2 separate regions of the Rattus norvegicus genome follow, and region 1 is linked to region 2. A link is a contact called in public Hi-C data. All regions are on one chromosome and are shown on one strand. The core of a region is the stretch at or near the end of the contact, and the rest is flanking DNA. Distances in the headings are between cores, read along the strand shown. Region 1 holds the start of Bsn (bassoon (presynaptic cytomatrix protein)). Region 2 overlaps Bsn (bassoon (presynaptic cytomatrix protein)).

Region 1 (6,683 bases), core at 503-3,002, 52 kb after region 2:
CAATGTCTGATAAACAGCGAGTACAGCAGCCAGTGTGGTTAACCGGTAGGGAAGTGGTAAATTCCCCCCTATAACAACAAGGTGTTTTTCCAGTCAGCTGCAGCTTTCCCTTGGAGGGAGAGAGCTGAAGCTTGGTGAGCCTCTTTCTCAAGCTAAAATCCAAACAAGCAACTCTACACACAGCCAGACGGACAGTGTTGCCAGGGCTAAGAGCTGTGCTACTCAACTGCATTGCTGGAATAGCAAATTGTAAAACAAGCAAATTCCATCTCTAAAAGGTACGTTCATGGGCTGGCTTGTTTGAGACGGTTTCAGGCTACTGACATCTCTTCATAACTGTGAGTTGTCTAAGAAAAGACTTCTGAAGAAATAAACACAGGAGGCATAGTTGGACATCTGAAAAAGCAAACATTATTCTTCCTTGGAGTTTTTGTGTACCGGAAAAAGCAAAGCAACATATATATTGGCAGCTTATATATTGGAGATAGAAGCACTTCCCCCAAGGGGGATGCTACTCCCCAGGTTCAACTGGTGTAAAAATAACGTCTTCCGTTTTACCCTGTCATCTCTTGGTAGTCTTGAGTCGGCTGACACAGATCAACATTCACATCCTCTGCTTTCGTTGCAACTTGTTTTTGCAGAATCTGGGTTTGGCAAACACCTAAAACAAGCTGGGCTCAAAATATTTGGCCAGATCTATTCGGTTTAAACCATTCTGTGTGGATTTTGGCTTTCCCACTGGCTGGAGGTGTTGAGCTAAATCATTAAGCAACGAGTTCATATTTGGTGGGAGGTAATTCACTAGCGTTTTTTGCTTCAACCTGAAAGTGTTCACGAACCCTTGATGAAAGCACATGACTGTGAGTATTATCGGGCCTGATAGTATCCAGTGGGCAATTTCCTTTTCCTCAAAGACACTGACAGCCATGAAATGCTTGCGGAAAGCAAAAGACCAAGTTCATGGCTCAACTATTCCCATCTTTCCCTGTTCCTTAGCAGTGACACTTATCTTCCCTGATAGCCACTCCCATTGTGCTCTTTCTCGACCCAACACAATGGACATATGCAGACGCTGGCAGACAGGGAGGATGTCTTCCATCCCATTGCTCCCCTGTGCAGAGGGACCAGGCTAAGGTTACATAAGCCCCTCCTGAGCTGTTGGGCCCCTGCGCTATGGGGAAGAAAATTGGGGGAATGTGACGAAGTCACGGTCTGCAGGCCCTGACTAACCCTGTACTCACCATCCTGTCCTGTCAAGGCGGGGCGGCTGGAAACCCTGGGTCGCTCACCTCGACCACCAAGCTCACGCCAATCTGGCAGGATTCGAGTGCAGACAGACCCGAACCTGCTGTCCACAAGATCGTGGGATTCCAGGCCCCGGCCCCAGATTCAGACCACAGCTCCCTGCCCCCCAGGCGCCCAGACGCGCGCTCTTACCTGCCCGGGCCGGGGCCGGGACCAGGGCCGGGGACCAGACCGAGACCAGGGGTCGGGGGTCCCGCCGCTCGCGCAGCACCAGCCACGGGGAGCTGTCCGCCGCCAGCTAGTGCTGAAGGCGGCTTCCCTGCTCCGGGGCCCGGACCCAGACCAGAGCCTCCCGGCGGCAGCGGCCCTTCGCCCGCGCCGCCCTCCAGGCTGGCCTCGTTGCCCATGGTGGGCAGGCGGGCGGGCGGGGTCGGGGTCGCACTGCGCCCGGGCCGGCGGCTCCCGGGCGGCGCTCACACTCTCCGCTCCACCGCAGCTGCCGCCATCTCCCAGCTTGGCTCACACAGCCGCCTGGTGCTGCGCATGCGCGTCGAGCGCGCCCCTGCCTTGCACACGCCCCCCCCCTCCCGGCGCGCGCTCACGCCAGCCCGCGAAGACTCGTGTCCACGCACCGCCCTCGGGGTCGCCGGGAAAAGGCCTCCGGAACCCGCGCATGCGCCCTCCGCGGCCAACGCGGCCGGCGGGTGTTGAATGAAGGCCGGCTGCATAGGGTGGCCTCGTTCTGTTGGACCACTCTGGGGGTTCACTAGACCTTAGAAGCGACCTAAGAGCGGGGAGTGGTGGCCTACATATGTAATACCAGTCCCTAGGAGGTTGAGACAGGAAAATCAAGGTCATCCTCCGGTACATTGTGAGTTCGAGGACAGCAGCCTACAACAAACCCTTTTAAAAGAAAAAGAAACGGGGCCGGCAAGAGGTATCAATAGGTAAAGATGCTTGCTCCAAGTTTGATGCTGTAAGTTAGGAGCCCACATGGTCAAAGGAAAGAACCAACTTCCACGCGTTGTCCTCTGCTCTCCTTACCCTCCCCGTACCCCCAGCTATACACATATACAGATAAAAATGTCTTCCTTTAAAAGATGGTCTAGAGAGATGATTTAGCAGTTAAGAACAGATATTGCAGTCGGACTTGGTGGCACAAGCCTTTAATCCCAGCATTTGGGAGGCAGAGACAAGCGAATCTCTGAGTTCAAATCCAGCCTGGTCTACAGAGAGAGTTACAGGACCGCTAAACTACACAGAAAAACCTCCTCTAAAAAAACCACAAAGGGGTTGGGGATTTAGCTCAGTGGTAGAGCGCTTCCCTAGGAAGCGCAAGGCCCTGGGTTCTGTCCCCAGCTCCGAAAAAAAGAACCCCAAAAAAAAAAAAAACAAAAACAAAAACAAAAACAAAAACAAACAAACAAACAAACAAAAAAACAAAACCCACAAAAGGGGCTGGAGAGATGGCTCAGCGGTTAAGAGTGACGACTGCTCTTCCAGAGGTCCTAAGTTCAATTCGCAGCAACCACATGGTGGCTCACAACCACCTGTAAAGAGATCTGATGCCCTCTTCTGGTGTGTCTGAAGACAGCTACAGTGTACTTATATATAATAAATGAATAAATCTTTAAAAAAAAAAAAAGAAAAAGAAAAACCACAAAAGAAAAAAAAATTGCTGTTCTTGCAAAGGGCTTGTTTGGGATTGTGACCACCCATGTTGGGCTTACAATTATCTGTAATTTGAGCTCCAGAGGGATCTTATACCTCTAGTTTTAAAAACACTAGCACTCACATGCACAGACTCACACAAATATGCATAATTAAAAATAGTAGCTGGAGGCTGGAGAGATGGCTCAGTGGTTAAGAGTACTGACTGCTCTTCCAGAGGTCCTGAGTTCAAATCTCAGCAACCACATGGTGGCTCACAACCATCTGTAATGAAACCCAGTGCCCTCTTCTGGTGTGTCTGAAGACAGTGATGGTGTACATTATATGTAATAAATAAGTAAATCTTTAAAAAAAATTGGCCCTATCAAGTTTCCCTATTTAAAAAAAAAAAGTAGTAGCTGGGTATAGTGGCACACACCTTTTATCACCATCTGTGAGGCAGAAGCAGGCAGATCTAAATTCAGTGCCAGCCTGGTCCAGAGTGAGTTCCAGGATAGCTAAGGGTATACAGAGAAACCCTGCCTCAAATAAACACACAAATGAATACATAAATAAATAGGGTGTTTTTAAAAAGGGACAGAGAAATCAGAGAAAGGGAGGGAGGGAGGGAAGGAAAGGAAAGAAAGGTGGGAAAATGCTACATGGTGGCATAGCGCTCTCCACTCCTGAAATCTGATACTTTCTAAGGGCCAACATTGGGGTGCACACCTTTATTCTCAGGCTTGGGAGCAGAGGCAGGCGAATCTCTGTGAGCCTTCAGGCTTGTCTATGTAGCAAGTTCCAGGGCAAGTTATTGTAGGATGTAGCAGGAGGCTGGCCTGGTGGGTAAAACATAGGATTGGTGAGAGGCTACCGGAGTGTGGCTTGTAGGGTGCATAGGAGTTTGCTAGGCAGATGAACGGGAATCTGTTCAGAGGTGTGAAGTCATAGGAGGCAGGAGATGTTGGGGCCAGACCACCATGGATTTGAAAACCATCCAAATAGTAGTAGGAACAGTCTGGGATGAATACTGAGGCAGGGTCCCAGAGACCCAGGGTATCAGGAAGCAGCCCAAGGAGGGAGGGTGTACAGATTCCAGACAGTGAAACTGGGCCCAAGAAGAGAACTTATTTGTAGCCTTGTGCTGAGGCCCTTGAGGACTGTCCAGAGGGTTGTGAATCCCCTCACTAGCCTGAGAACTTACTGTATTTCCTCCTCATTTGAAGGGAGGAAGGGACAGAGGAAAGACAATCAGAGCAACACAGTACTGTCCAGCAGTGTCGCTTTCTGTCCAAGTGAACCACTAGGAAGGACCTTCCTTTGAGTAGCCTCAGTGGGAGGCTGACCTGGTAGGGACGGGCATAATAGCCTCCTGTCTTCCTACACAGGCCTCAGATGCTTTCCTGAGAAAAGACATCTGTAAAAGACAGACTGTAGTCTAAGCCATTTGTGCCTTTATAAGCCATGGTTATGAAGGAGGGCTTAAGTAACTTGACTATATTTTAGAAATTCATTTCATTCTCTTAACACTGAGGAATGTATTAAATATCAGAGTTCTAACCTGTGGTGGTGATGACTCACACTTTTAATCTCAGCCCCTGGGAGGCAGAGGCAGGCAGATCTCTGAGTGCAAGGCTAGCCTGGTCTAAAGAGTGAGTTTCAGGGCAGCCAAGGCTACACAGAGAAACCCTGTCTTGGAAAACAAAGTTCTAACGTGTCTTGGTGAACATCCACGGACAGACCAGTGCTGTCTGTACAGGAAAGAGTGTCTGGTCCTTTCACCAAGCATCCAAAGCTGCTTTTCCCAAACTCTGTAATGGAGCAGGTCAGAAAGAGAAGGAATGCTGAGCCCTACCCCCTTCCTGTTGCTTTCTGACATGTCTGCTGTCCTAGTTAAACTCCCTAGTCTGGTCTGGAACTGAGGGAGGAGAGCCTGTCCTGTGGTATCCTTGCTGTGCTGAAGAGTGTCTTTGTTTCATGCCTGATAACTACATACAGAGAGATACCATGTAGGGTGGTATCTTAGACTGGCTACTCCCAGTGGGACCTTGGACTCACCAAGCCCCTGGTTGCTAGTGCTCAAAGTTAGGGTATTAACAGTGGTGTGTTTATAAAAAGATAAAGAGAGGGGGGATTATAGTCTATGGAGGCATGGGAAAGGGGGTGCCTCAGCGGGCCCATGCTGAGACATCCCTTCCTCCTGAGGGAAAGCCACAGGACATGGCGGTATAGTATAGCATAGAGTTTATTCAGGGCATGAGGAGAGAGAGATAATAGGGTGGTAGAGGCAGAGAAAGGCAGAGGGGGAGGAGAGCAGGAGAAGAGAGAGGGAGGCAGGGAATGGGGAGAGAGTGGGAGAAGGAAGGCAAGAGCAAGAGACAAGAGAGCAAGAGAGGGGGCATCAAGCAACCCCTTTTATAGTGTCAGGCATACCTGGCTGTTGCCAGGTAACAGAGGGATGGAGCTTAGACAGACACTAACAAATGGGTCCCATAAAAAGGAAGCCGTCAAGGTGAAGTCACTGGTTGGGGTGATACACAGGAATGAGAGTCCAGCACGCAAAGATAATGCTGCCATTTGCTGTCTTGGGGATTGGTGACACACACGTACTATGGCTGGCCAGACGGTCCCATACCTAGACTGCTTTAGCTTCACAAACGCCAGCTAGTGGGACATCTGGAGACCTCTACCTGGGGAGATAAAACATCTACTCACTGCAGATAGGGCACTGAAATGAAAGTAATAATTCCACCAAGATCTACGTTGGCAAACCAATGAGATTATTGGACTCACCTACAGAGCATGGATGACCCCAAAACACTCATATCACTGAAAAGTCTCACACTCAAATGCATAAATGGAGCCTCGCTTATCCCCACCTTCAGATAACCGTCCTTCCCTTGTACATTTGTATACCTCCCAAGACCACAAGCCACACGCAGTTAGAACGGAATGCAAACTGGGCAAGGAGACACAAAACGGATGCCTGGAATCTCAGGTGAGGGCCCCGCCCTTGCCGCCATGAAGGAATGTCAACAAGCACAATCTTGAGGGGCTCTGCTGAACAGTCACACCTGCTTCTGTGGAAGATGGTGGTAGTCATTGTGTTCAGAGGACACGTGTCTTCTACACGTGGGTTGGGCCAAGGGGAAGGGGAAAAACATGTTTATCTATTTTTTGTTTGTTTCTGTAGAAATCACAGAAGTTGTGGCTTTCCGCGGATTCAAGTCAACATGTCCCTAGTTCTTGGGGGAGTAATTAGCCCTACCCAGCCAGTAGGATTAGAGAGCTGTGCTCCTCAGGGTAGATTCTTGGCTGCAAATAGACCTCTAGGGACTCTGTTACCTTGGTGCCAGAGGGCAGGCACAGTGAACCCAGGAGGACCTGGAAGTGTAGGTAGTGATGCCCTTTGTCTCTCAAAGTCAAGCAGTTCCACTCTCTCTGAGTAACGTCCCCTAGATCACATCTTTCCTGTCCACTTCCACCCACCCCCATCTCTCATCCCAAGGACAGCGACTGACCATGGGGCAGTACTAACCTGGGTCTAGGGCTCTTGACTCAGCTAGACTTCTTGATGGAACAATTTTATCCGACCTGTTTGCCCTTGGTGACTGATCCCTGGACCCGGTCCTCCACGCCGCTCTCAGCATTGTCTCACGTGCACTTTCTAGAAGTTCTACCACGAAGCGGGCTTTAAAAACCCTCAGGAAGACCTTTGACCTTCACTCCCAAATCACCATAGTTAGGCTGCTGACCTGATAAGAACCAGGGAGAATACAGAGATTGAA
Region 2 (5,825 bases), core at 1,272-3,771:
TGTCTGTATGTGTATATGTGTGTGTCTGTCTGCATGTTTGTGTATGTCTATGTTTGTCTCTCTACGTGTATGTATTTGTGCTTGTGTCTATATATGTGTGTGTGTATGTGTCTGTGTATGTGTGTGTCTATATGTGTGTATGTGTGTGTGTCTGTCTGTCTCTGTGTGTGTCTCTCTGTGTGTGTGTCTGTGTGTATTATGTGTGTGTCTGTGAATGTGTGTGTGTCTGTGTGTGTGTGTGTATTATGTGTGTGTCTGTGAGTGTGTGTGTGTGTCTGTGTGTGTGTGTGTGTGTGTGTGTGTGTGTGTGTGTGTCTTGGAGATCAAAAAACACCTTCTGTCCTTCCACTGTGCAGATCCTGGGGTTGAACTCAGATTGTCGGGCTTGGCATCCAGTGTTTTTACCTGTTGATCCAGCTCATCAGCTTGGTAATTTTCTCAAGTGGAGCTTTGAAGTGAATCTATCTCTGGGCCAGTCAGGGTGAAACAGAGAAGCCCTGTCTCGGTGGGGATAGCAGCCCTCACACCCCTCATATGCGAAGAACACGGGAGGCCCAGGCTGTGGCCACCTGGAGGAAGTGTTTTGGCAGAACTTGCCTGGACTGAAGCCTGCGTATGTTGTACCTTATACTGCACACATTCCTGGGGCTCGCAGGCCAAGGACACACCTGTCTCCAGGAGGCCTGGGCCAGTGTGCTGTCGGGACTGCTCTCGGTGGGTGAGAGGCTCTGAGGCTCACTGCTCAGATTCTCCTGCAGCTCACTTCTAGGCCATTGGCTCCTCTTCCTCACCTCTACGGCAGCTACATGGCTCTGCCTTGACTTCTCCCTCAGACTGCTAGAATAGACAAAGGCAATATGGCCTCCTTCCTATTGCAGATGATTGGAGAGGCTGCCGACCAGCCTGACTGGACCTGCAGCATTGGCAAAGCCATGGAGGTTGGTCCTTGGGCACCTGCTTCTAGGAAGAGACAAGGAGAAGCACTCCCTCACTTCCCATGCCCAGCACAGAATGTTAGCATCCCTGGCCTCTAACTACCAACGTGATGTCAGAGCAAGGGTTTCTTGTGTGTGGTAAAAACAGAACTGGCACCAAAATGAAACCCTCTACATGGTCTCTTGGCACAGTTCCTAATAGCTGAAATCTTTGTAATTTTAAAAAGGATTTATTTTTATTTCACTTTTTATTTTTTGCTTGTATGCACTTAAGTGCACCGCGTGTATGCAATATCCACGAAGACCAGAAGAGGGCATCAGATTCCCTAGGAACTGGAATTGTAGATGGCTGTAAGCTGCCTTGTGGGTACTTGGGAACAGAACTCAGGTCCTCTGCTCTTGTGTCAAGTAGAAAGTGCTCTTAAACTGTTAAACCATCTCTCCAGCCCTCAGGTGAAATTCTTTACCTGCCCTGAACTGAAAAAAAAAATCCAAGAAGACATGGCCTTCTTCCAGAGGAGTGACCAGCCTGAACTGAGTTAGAGGTGTGCAGAATAGAAGTGGTTTCCCTAGGCGGATTGGACAGATGGCAAGCAAAGCCTGTAGAGTGGCTTCCTCTTCATATTAAGGTGTGACCAGGGAGGTGACTCTGCTCTCAGTACGTGACAAACGGCAATGGCACCAATTTGAACATTATGCTTTGCCACTCCTCGGGAAAATGTGCCAAGGTCTGACTTCCCCTGACAGGACAGCCAGCTCCGGGAAAGCAAAGATTGTGTCTGGAGGCCCCAGCAGAATAGAACATCGGTGGGCATGGGCCTGTACAACAGACTAGGGCTGCAGTTTTCAAATGTGGTGCTGTGGAGCAGGGGGCTTCTCCCATGCTCCGGAGCAGCCAGCCTGGGAAGGGCTGCCAGCTTTCATCGCTGTCTTAGAACTCTGGGTGCCCCAAGGATGCCAGGAGCTCATGCTAAGGGACTGCTTGATTTGTCCAGCCCAGAATTTGTTTGAAGTATTTGGCCAAGATGTTTGCTCTCCATCGAATACTGTCAATTTGCAGTAAGTTTGAGGCCCTCTTTCCTCCTGGCCCTGAGCCCCAGCTTCCGCCCAGCACAACGAGGCAGATGGACTGAGTGTCTCAGGACCTCCTACTCTGCTGTTTTTCTAGGCACAGTCAAAGTCTGGCTCCCTTCCCATCTTGCTAAAGGTTCTGGGCTTGAAGTAGGCAGGAGGCTAACTAAGGCTGTGGCATAGGGGGTGCTGGGATACCCACCACGTGTGGTTCTTTCTTCTCGCCCACCCCACCTAGGGCTGCAGCACAAGTGAGCATCTCATGGAGTCGGAAATCCAAAGGGTTCACGAGGAGGGCCCATCCCTCAGAAACACGGACCATCAGCCAAGTCTTCCTGCTCCTGGGAGGCCAGGGGCTTGTGGCGTCTCAGTTGGTAGGATCCAACAGGTGAGCTTTTGATCACACTGTTCCCAATATGGGACAGCTAACGCTTACTTAACTGATCAGTGCAGGGATGGGTCTGTTTCTAATCACAGATGCAGTAATCACGAGCGAGCACGCCTCCTCAGGAAGCCTCCACATTCCAGGAGCAACTCCAAATGCACTGAGTCATCGCCCCACACCAACAGCTCCTTCCTCGGAATCTCACACGTACCTCTCAAAAAACCACACATCCCACACCCACAGCACCTCACTTTGGCAGATATAGACCCTGACCTGTTAACAGTTATTCTCACTTATCCCCCTCCCACTCGTCCAAACAACCCCAGCTGCTGATACATCCCAGTGGCTGCCTACAGAAGCTACTCTGCATCCTGTCCGGGGCAGAGTCTTTGGGGGGAGAAGCTGAGACTCCTAGGGGTCCCCCTGGAGAAATACAAGGATGCCAGAAAATGGATAAACTGTATTTCAAACATATAGCCCCAACTTAGTAACACATAGGAGCACCCAGCCTCTGGGTCACCAAAGGGAGCCCCCAAAAGCTCTGTTAGGCATCTCCCTCCAACACAGAGCATCCTGAACATGATGACGATGTGGATCGACAGTTCTTTGGGGCAAAAGAGGCTAAACTCATGGATCTAGTCCTGTAGCATAGCCCTCTGTGAGTATGATTACCCTTGTGAATGCCTGGTTTCTACCATGAAATTGGAGAGGATAGTCTAGTTCACCACTTCAGGACCTCAGATAGCTGGAACCGAACCTAGAGAGGAGCTGTCCAGATCCCTGCTGGAAGGCAGTTCCTAGGTCCTGCTAGAAATCTGGTCCTCTTAGGAGTGTCCCTCTGCAGGACTGTCAAGGGGAGAGGCAGACCCAGAGCTAGGGAAGCCTCCAGAGGCATGCATGGTCACCTCTAACAGAGGGATCACCAGAAGAAGTGGTTCTTTTCTTTTGCCCCACCACGGTGTAATTAAACCAGGTTTTGTTTGTTTTTTTAATTTCTATTCTGAGACTCTAAGTTTTCGGGTTGTTTGGTTTATTTGGTTTGTTTTGTTTTTCTGTGTAGCCCTGGCTGTCCTGTAACTCACCCTGTAGACCAGGCTGGCCTCGAACTCACAGATCTGCCTGCCTCTGCCTCCTGAGTGCTGGGATTAGAGGCATGCGATGCCACCACCACCAGGTTAAAAGGGTTTTTGGTTTGGTTTGGTTCGGTTTATTTTTTGTGAGTTCTGAGTGTTTTCCTGCAAGAATGTCTCTGTACACGCTGTGTGAGGAGGGCATTGGAGTCCCTGGGACTGGAGTTACAGATGATTGTGATTTGTTTTGTGGGTGCTGGGAAATGGACCCCAGTCCTCTGGAAGAGCAGGTGGTGTTCGTAACTGCTGAGCCATTGCTCCTGCTCCTTCTCAGTTTTCAGGGTACAGGAATCTCTCAGGAGACCTGGGGCCAGATCTTGACCTCTGATTCCACATCCCAGAACCACCGCCACTACCCCCATCATCAGGATTCACGGGCGCTGGTGGGTAAGGGAAGTCGCTGTGGTCAGGATTGGTAGAAGGAAAGGAAGGGAGCAGAGGAGAGATGCTGTTGAGGCAGCGGTCAAACACAAGTGGTGCCGACTGAGGTCCTTACCTGGGTGAGGTGAGGGTTGGGGTTGAACCCACATTGGTTGCAGACCTTGTTGTGACACTGGGTGCAGGTGTTGAAGTTTGGCTGGCTGGAGGTTGATGTGAGGTCCGATGTCTTGCATATTGGACACAGGGTGCTGCTGGGAAGAGGGGCAATCTGGGGGACGGAATAGGGTGATGTGGGAGTGCTGCCTCTGTCTGGTGACACGGAGGGGGACCGTCCTGATCTCTGTGTCCTGCTGTCTACCTGCAGTGTCCTGCGGGGACCTTCGGCCTCCTGGCCTGACAGGCCTTGGGCCCTTGTCTCTCGGGGGCTCTCTCGGCCAGGAGCAGTAGCAGAAGCTTGCTTTGGGGTTGGAGAAGTTGCTCTCTGGCTGCCCAGGGGCTCCTTGGGGTCCAGTCTCCGGGAAACACTGAAATGACATTTTAAGTGGTCGTTAGAGACACATCTGACAGAAGTAGCTCACACAGGTCCCTTCCAACCTGGAGTGACCCCAGGCCCCATCACTGTCCTTTCTCTTGTACAGTGACATCATCTCAGTCGCCATTTACTGTACCCTGTGCTCAAGCCCTGACAAGCTTCTTGGCATCAGGCTGTAGGGTAGATGGAGAACAGAGTCTAGTCAGTGATCTAGTAGTGCAGCTCACGTGGGTGGACTTCTTTGACACAGGGTCTCATGTAGCCCTGGCTGGCCTCAAACTCACTCTGTAGCTAAAACTGACCCCAAATTTCTGATTTCCCCTGTCTCTACTTCTAAAGAACTGGGATCACAGGTAGGCACCATGATACCCAATTTATAAGTGCTGGGGATCAAACCCAGGGCTATGTGTATGTGTATTCTATCAACTGAGCTATATTCCCACCCTAGGACTGTACTTTTGAGCTTTATTTTTATTTGTGCTCATTGGCATTTTGCTTTGCTTGTGTAGAGGCCAGAAGAGGGCACTGGATCCCCTGGTTGTGAGCAGCTATGCGTGTAGTAGGAGTCAAATCCAGGTCCTCTGGAAAAGCAAGCAGCCAGTGCTCTTAACAGATGTGGTGGTTTGAATAAGAATGGCCACATAGGGGGTTGGGGATTTAGCTCAGTGGTAGAGCGCTTGCCTAGCAACGGCAAGGCCCTGGGTTCGGTCCCCAGCTCCAAAAAAAAGAAAAAAAAAAAAAAAAAAAAAGAATGGCCACATAGGCTCATATCTTTAAACACTTAGTCACCAGGGAGTGGCACTATTGGAAAGGATTAGAAGGATTAGGAGGCATGGCCTTGTTGGAGGAAGTGTGTCACTGGGGGTGGGCTTTGAGGTTTCAAAAGCCTATGCCAGGCTCAGAGTTTCTCTCTCTGCCTGCAGGTCAGGATGCTGCTCTCAGCTCCTTCTCCAGCCTCTGCCCCCACGCTGCCATGTGTCCGGCCATAATAATGGACTGACCCTCTGAAACCATAAGCCAGCCCCAATTAAATGCCTTCTTTTATAATAATCTCAAGGTCATGATGTCTCTTCACAGCAAAATGAAGTGACTGAGACAGGCAAGACATCTTCAGCCAGGGACTGGCCTGTTAAGGAGCCTCTAGGTGACACTGATGCCATGCCCTGCCTACTGACTTCTGGAGACCCTGCAACAAGCCTGTACCCAACCAAGTCTGAGAAGGTGGGATGCAAGGTTATTTTTTTTCCATTGGAGTAAGGCTGGGTGGGGCTTTAAGTCTAACCCTTGAGAAAGCTCTGAAGGAGGCCCAGTGCGCCCGGGGCAGCATGTCCATCCCAGAATGACCTATCTGCAGAGCTAGGTAGACCCACGAGGTAAAGAAACATTCAGGC

What was found. A called contact is a pair of places that touch in the nucleus more often than the background predicts.
Region 1: a Hi-C map of frontal cortex shows a contact between it and region 2, with 3 times the contacts expected there. The contact joins the promoter of Bsn here to the enhancer-like site in region 2. A contact is called at or near these places in 11 of 12 Hi-C or Micro-C datasets (the A7r5 cell line, the Rat2 cell line, Schwann cells and 6 more).

What each region holds. Positions count from the first base shown.
Region 1 is chr8:117,752,660-117,759,342 of GRCr8, forward strand. Bsn (bassoon (presynaptic cytomatrix protein)) reads right to left here and starts at 1,753. Exons shown (of 12, transcript NM_019146.2): 1 at 1,438-1,753. The coding sequence starts at 1,652.
Region 2 is chr8:117,699,445-117,705,269 of GRCr8, forward strand. It overlaps Bsn (bassoon (presynaptic cytomatrix protein)), which reads right to left. Exons shown (of 12, transcript NM_019146.2): 2 at 4,018-4,426. Among named protein-coding and RNA genes, the nearest start is that of Apeh, 41 kb to the left of the region's middle. Within about 2 kb of position 2,522, at least 29 of the 93 cell types and tissues checked have an H3K27ac peak or open chromatin away from gene starts, as enhancers often do.